2 separate regions of the Mus musculus genome follow, and region 1 is linked to region 2. Evidence: chromatin contacts called from public promoter capture Hi-C data. All regions are on one chromosome and are shown on one strand. Each heading gives the region's core, a stretch centred on a gene start, on an enhancer-like site or on the middle of the called end of the contact. The rest is flanking DNA. Distances are from core to core; before and after follow the strand shown.

Region 1 (2,876 bases), core at 95-2,594, 1.1 Mb after region 2:
AGAAAGAAACATCTGGGTGTCTTAGAGGGCAGGAAGCCCAAAACCCACCCGAATAGGGTGCGTTTGGGGGGACACACACAGGAGGCTCCTTCCTCACCTCCCCCCTTCTCAGCAGGCTCCCACTTCCCACCCATTTCCCTAGGAATGAAAAGTGGGGCAGGAGGAGGTGAGAAGCCCGGCTGAACGAAGACAAAGGGGAGCCCCGAAGGTTCCTGGGTCTTCCTCAACTGGACTCCCCCCTCCCTTTTCTTCCGCCCTCCACCTCCCTTTCATCCAGGCGGAGCGAGAAAGGAGCCAGAAAGAGGCTGACAAGGTTCCTGTGGAGAGAGGGGCAATCCTAGAGCCTGGGGAGAAACTGTTTGCTAGCTGTGTCCTCAAGCTTAAGGGTATTAGCCAGGGCTGGGGAGTGGTCTCTGGTCCACCGAAAGGGACTCACCCAGAGCTGAGAGAACATATCCTCTTGGGTGACCACTGCCCAGAATGGGAGGATGATTTAGGGGGCACCAGGGCAGGAATGGAAAGGAATGGTAGGGATCTCTCCTTGACCACGGGTCCCAGCTTGCCAACCAGGGATCTGTTAGGACCAGCGGAACGGAAATGGGAAAATCATTTGAAACTTGAGGGTCAGGCCTGCGACCCCAAAGGGGGTCTGGGCGGTACAAGGTGCCCTACATAGCCCCATGAGGGTGAAGCCTGGGCCGACAGCAGCTTCCAGCTCCCAGCTCGCCGCAGGGCTGCCGACTCGGGCTCGGCCAAGACGGAGGGGCTCACCTGCATCTCGGGCGCGCTGTCCGTCCGCTCGGCTTGGTCACCAATCGCATGTCTCTCTTGCCGGCGCGGCCCCAGCCCCAGCCCAGCCCCCCTCCTCGGTCTCCTCCTACAACACCTCCGCCCGGTCCGCGCGCCCTCGCAGGGCTGGCTGTCCGTCTGTCTGTCCCACGCGGGCGGGAGCCCAGTCGACTCTAGGGCAGGAGCTCGGGAGTCGGGGGCGGAGGCCGAGGCCCTGGCCGTAGCGGGCTGAGGAGCCGGGGCTCTCAGGACGAGTGTTGCGGGCTCCCGGAGCCTGGCTCTGTCCCTTGGGCCGGCCGGGAGCGGCCGCCACCGCCTCTACCGCTGGGGCCGGGGTCGAGGCCGGGCGTTCTCTGCAGCGGGGCCGGGGCCAGGGCTGGGACCGGTGGGCAGCTGCCGCGCATGCTGCTCTGAGCCCCGCGTCGGGAGAGGGGCCCGAGCGGCGCGGGTGGGGACTCCGCGCGCTCCGGGACCGGGACGGGTCCAGGTCCGGCCGCCTCCTGAGCTGCCGCCCGCTCCGGCTCCCGCGCCGGCTCCCGCTCGGGCTCCGCGCTCTGCCGCGGCGTGGGGAGGGAGCGAGAGGAGCGAGCAGCGAGCCAGGGAGGGAGGAGGGACAGAGGGAGGGAGGGAGGGAGCTAGTGAGCGAGCTCTGGAGCCGGGCGGGGGAGGAGAGAGAAGGCGCGGCCGCAAAACCTGGGTGGGGGTCCTTCTTTCAGAGAACCGGACGAAGATGGAGGAGCGCCCCAGCAGCTGCCCAGCGCCCAGGGCGCAGCGAGAGTGGCAGCGGGGCGCAGACGAAGAACGCTCCCGGGCCGGCGCCCCCGCGCTCCCGCCCTGCACCACGCAGCGCCCCTCTGGGTCCCAGGCTCCAGCAAGTCTTAAGCCAGCCCAGCCCGCGGTCTTCCCAGAGTGCGTGCACCCATTCGCGTTTGATTGTCTCTGGCCACATGCGTGTGCATGTGAGCGCGTGTGTTCACACGTGTTAACTGGGGTCACTGCACACTGCCGTGTGGACCGACACACGCACGTGGACAGACAGCCCCCACACCCCCCAACCTGATCACGGTTGTTTAGAGGACAGCTTGAGGAGGGTCAGGTCTTGACCCCTCCTCTCGAAATGTCCAGGACACCCCCCACCACACACACACACACACACACACACATACACCACACCACACCACACCACCACCACCATTGCTTCCTAGGGATCTTAGGGTGAGGCCGGCCGCCGGGAAGCACAGGAAGGGGATGTGGAAGCCGAGCTGGCTAAGTGGGTCTACCGGGAGGCCAGGTCTAGAATCTGCTTTAGCATCCCAGTCCCCTCCCCGTCGGGTTTCCTGTCCAGCAGAGGGCAGCAGGCCTATCTGCCAGGCTCCGGACGGTGGCACTCTACCAAGTGACCAGCAGAGGGCAGTATAGATCCTCGGTCTGGGCTTAGCTATTTACCATCTAACTCCCTAAAATAAATACTGAGTTTGGTGGGTACCACATCTTCAGATGGCTCCACAGAACAAGACCTTTACATAGAGACCCAAACTCTTCTTGGGCCACAGATCAGAGACTAGCCTGGCAGGGTGGCCTGGCAAGGGCTGCGGTGTAGGCAGGCAACCCGTTGGGACCTCATCTATCTACTGCACCTCTTTCCATCTGCTTGAAGCCAGATGCCCCTTAAAACCATGCCAGATTGATTAGAATAACCATCAATGAAGACACCACAAGGCAGAGTTCCCTTCTCCCCATTAGCACCTCAGCACTCCCGATAGTTTGTAGGCAGGCAAAGAAGGAAGCTGAGCAGGGCAGGAAGAGACCAGCGCAAGGCCTGTCTTTCTGGGGTGGGCAAGGATCCCGTTCCCAGTACCTCGTTCTCCTTCCAAGGAACCAGACTGACATTTCGGAGATACCTGGCTGGCTTGGAGAGGCCAGCTTCAAGTTCCCACCCCCAGCACTGTCTTGATTTCCACAGACCAGCCTTACACACATAGTCCAAAGAGTTGCACAAACCTGTTCCAGCGAAACCGATCTTGGATACCTCTCAGCCTCACTGGCACACCACTGCTTGGGACATTCCTGCCTTCTGTCTATGTCCA
Region 2 (2,812 bases), core at 313-2,812:
TGGTTTGTGGTTTACCAGCAGAGATACAGTCATGCAAACTTAACCAGCCCCAGAGCCAGAGCGGCTGGGGCGCTAGTAGGAAAGATGGGGAAGGGTCGGCCTGTTGTCAAGCGGGTTGTAGGCTGTGGCAAAACTCTGGGTCCAGAGAACACTAGCGCTCTAAAGGTGGAGGCGGGGTCAAAAGCTACAGGAATCCGGCTGTGGAGCGAGGTGCCAGACTGTTTCCAGCGCTGGGGCATCTCCGAGCAGCCTTTCTAACCCCGACTTTCTGCAGAACCTGTGCCGACGCTCTTGACTGCAACCATTTCCCAGCCCAGCAGCTTCGGCTCTTAGCAGTTGGACCGCCGCGCCTGAATTAGATAGATCTCGGGCAGCGAGGCCTGCGGGATCCAAGTCCGGACATAGCTTTTGGTCGAGATACTTTATCCCAGAAGCCCACCCGCGCCCCACTTAGAGAGGTATCAAGTTTTTGGTGTCCTTTCAGAATGGGAGTGAGGGACCAACAGACCACCGTTGGATAAACACTGTTTGTACCTCATCGATTTGTCTTTCAACCCTTTGAAACAAAATTCACAACGATTTTTGTTTAAAAAAATCCCGAGTCTTAGAAATCGCAGATTTTTCTAGGATTAAAAAGCCACCGGGAAGACGGTAAATTACCCCGTGTCCCACATTTGTTTCTGATTAGTTGTGTTGTAATTGGTTTGTGTAACCCAAAATCAGAGAGTTCGTAAAAATCTTTTACTGTATGAGTGACACATCACAGCACTGTTTTTAGGCTCTATGCAGCTGAGAGGAGAAAGGAGAGGGTGGGAGTCAGCATCAATTTAACCAAAAGAGCAAAAAGTAGGAGGGAGGAAAAGTGCCTAGGCCAGGGTGGGTGGGAGGACTGTGGCTCTAAGTCTCTGGATTCCTTTTGGCTTACCCACCTGCAACATCGAGTTTTCTACAGGCGGCGCGGGTGGGAAAGTCCGCATAGAGTTTATCCAAACCCAGGTGCTCATTTCCTACCCGTTCTCCCTAACTTGGACCCCGCCGAACAAAGGCTCAGGCCCACCAGGGAGAAAGGTGGCCGGCTGGACCAGTGATGGTCCCGAAACAGCGAATCCTCTTTTCTCCCTCAAGGTCTGTCGTCCCCAGGAGGAATTTTTAATTTAAAAATTATAAAAGAAAAACACTTTTAAGGGGGAGACGACTCTCATCTATTCCCAGAAGACTATTGCCTTGCTAGGCAAACGCCCTACAAGTCCGAAGAAAGCGCGGCGCTGCGGCAGAGCCCGCGGGGTGGAGATGCGGCTTCCAAGGGATTGCGGGACCCGGGGCTGCAGAGAGGATCTAGGAAGGTTTCGGGGGAGGGGGCTGCGCTCCATTGTTCACTCCGAACCAATCAGAGCTTTCCCACTTCCTCCCAGCCAATCTCCCTGCGCCTCCGTGTCTACCCCAGCCCACCCTCCGGGTCCCCATCATCTCCCGAGCAAGCCCCAGGGCGGTGGGAGAGCTGGGTGACGCTACAGGTCCCGCCTCCAGCTCGGGCCCCGGGCGAGTGCGTGCTGACGTCATGCTGCGTGCGGGCCGGTGCGGAATCGCTCCTTCAACTCCGCGGGGCAGGAGTTAGTTAGCAAAGAGCAGAGGCTGGGCGCTCGACCCTGGTCCTTCTGTCCCCGGCCGCAAGCTTTGCTCACATCTCTCTCTGCATGGTGGATATTATTTTTCATTATCCTTTTCTGGGTGCTATGGGGGATCATTCCAAGAGTAAGTCTTTCTCTGTGTGTGGGTGTGTATGTGTGCTTGATATGCAACATTTCCAATGCAGAAGAATGTTTAGCGGATTCTACAAGTGGCTTTTATTTGACAAAATACTTGGGAGAATAAAAAAAAACAAACAAACAAGCAGTGCATTTCGCCCATAACACTGTTTATTCGTTGGAATCCTACTATTTTATTTTGCAATTAGACATTATTTCCCAAGTTGGCTGGAATGACCTCAGGCTGTGAAATTCTTTTTCTTTTCTGCTAGGACAATTAGGTTTGATTTAGAGAAATGGGTTTCTTCTCTGCCTTAGGAAGGTAGAGAGGTTTCAGTAGCTTGATCTGAGGTGTTTAAACTAAGAACTGTCGAAGAAGCTAAGAGGGGACAGGGCTGAATGCTGCGGTGTCTGCGTTGAAATAGGGAGTCGCTGTGAGCGGGAGCGGGCGGAAATCCGGGCTTGGCTGACAGTGTGGACACGGAGGCGTCCGTAGCTCCCCAGTGTCACCGTGCTGTCGTCTGCCTCCCGTTAGCTCTGTCTCTAGCTGAACCGATACTACGTCCGCGTTCAAAGACGGTGATAATGGAAATATCAGGAGATTGTGTTGTTTTCGTTTCCTACTTTCTGGATCATTCGAAAGTGGTCTCACTTTTAGAGCGGGAGATCAAGCAAGGGAGGGCGGGTTGGGTTGGGGCTGCTGCAGCGGCCAAGGCCGGCCGGGTCCTGTACCGGGCCTGACGCGGGCCCTGCGCCCTTCCCTGCTAGAGAAGCCCGGGACGGCCATGTGCGTGGGCTGCGGGAGTCAGATCCACGACCAGTTTATCCTTCGCGTGTCGCCCGACCTCGAGTGGCACGCCGCCTGCCTCAAGTGCGCGGAGTGCAGCCAGTACCTGGACGAGACGTGCACGTGCTTCGTGAGAGACGGGAAAACCTACTGCAAGCGGGACTACGTCAGGTGAGCCGGCGGGACCCGGGGTTCGGCCCCCTTGGGCTGGGGGGGACACGGCTGCGCGTCCTGGGCTCGGGTCCCTGCGCTGACGCCCGCCGCACCCGGGCCCGCAGGC

What was found. Promoter capture Hi-C pulls out the DNA fragments that hold promoters and counts their contacts.
Region 1: a contact with region 2 is called in a promoter capture Hi-C map of embryonic stem cells, with 4 times the contacts expected there. The contact joins the promoter of Lingo1 here to the promoter of Isl2 in region 2. A contact is called at or near these places in 3 of 39 promoter capture datasets (embryonic stem cells and liver), 1 of 15 datasets of contacts at CTCF or cohesin (stem cell-derived epiblast-like cells), 10 of 484 Hi-C or Micro-C datasets (all in embryonic stem cells), 4 of 115 datasets of contacts at active chromatin or transcription factors (all in embryonic stem cells) and 2 of 9 other capture datasets (embryonic stem cells and liver).

What each region holds. Positions count from the first base shown.
Region 1 is chr9:56,634,304-56,637,179 of GRCm38.p6, forward strand. It overlaps Lingo1 (leucine rich repeat and Ig domain containing 1), which reads right to left and starts at 1,345. Exons shown (of 2, transcript NM_001311076.1): 1 at 772-1,345. The coding sequence starts at 777.
Region 2 is chr9:55,539,587-55,542,398 of GRCm38.p6, forward strand. It overlaps Isl2 (insulin related protein 2 (islet 2)), which reads left to right and starts at 1,563. Exons shown (of 6, transcript NM_027397.3): 1 at 1,563-1,752; 2 at 2,514-2,703; 3 at 2,811-2,812. The coding sequence starts at 1,695.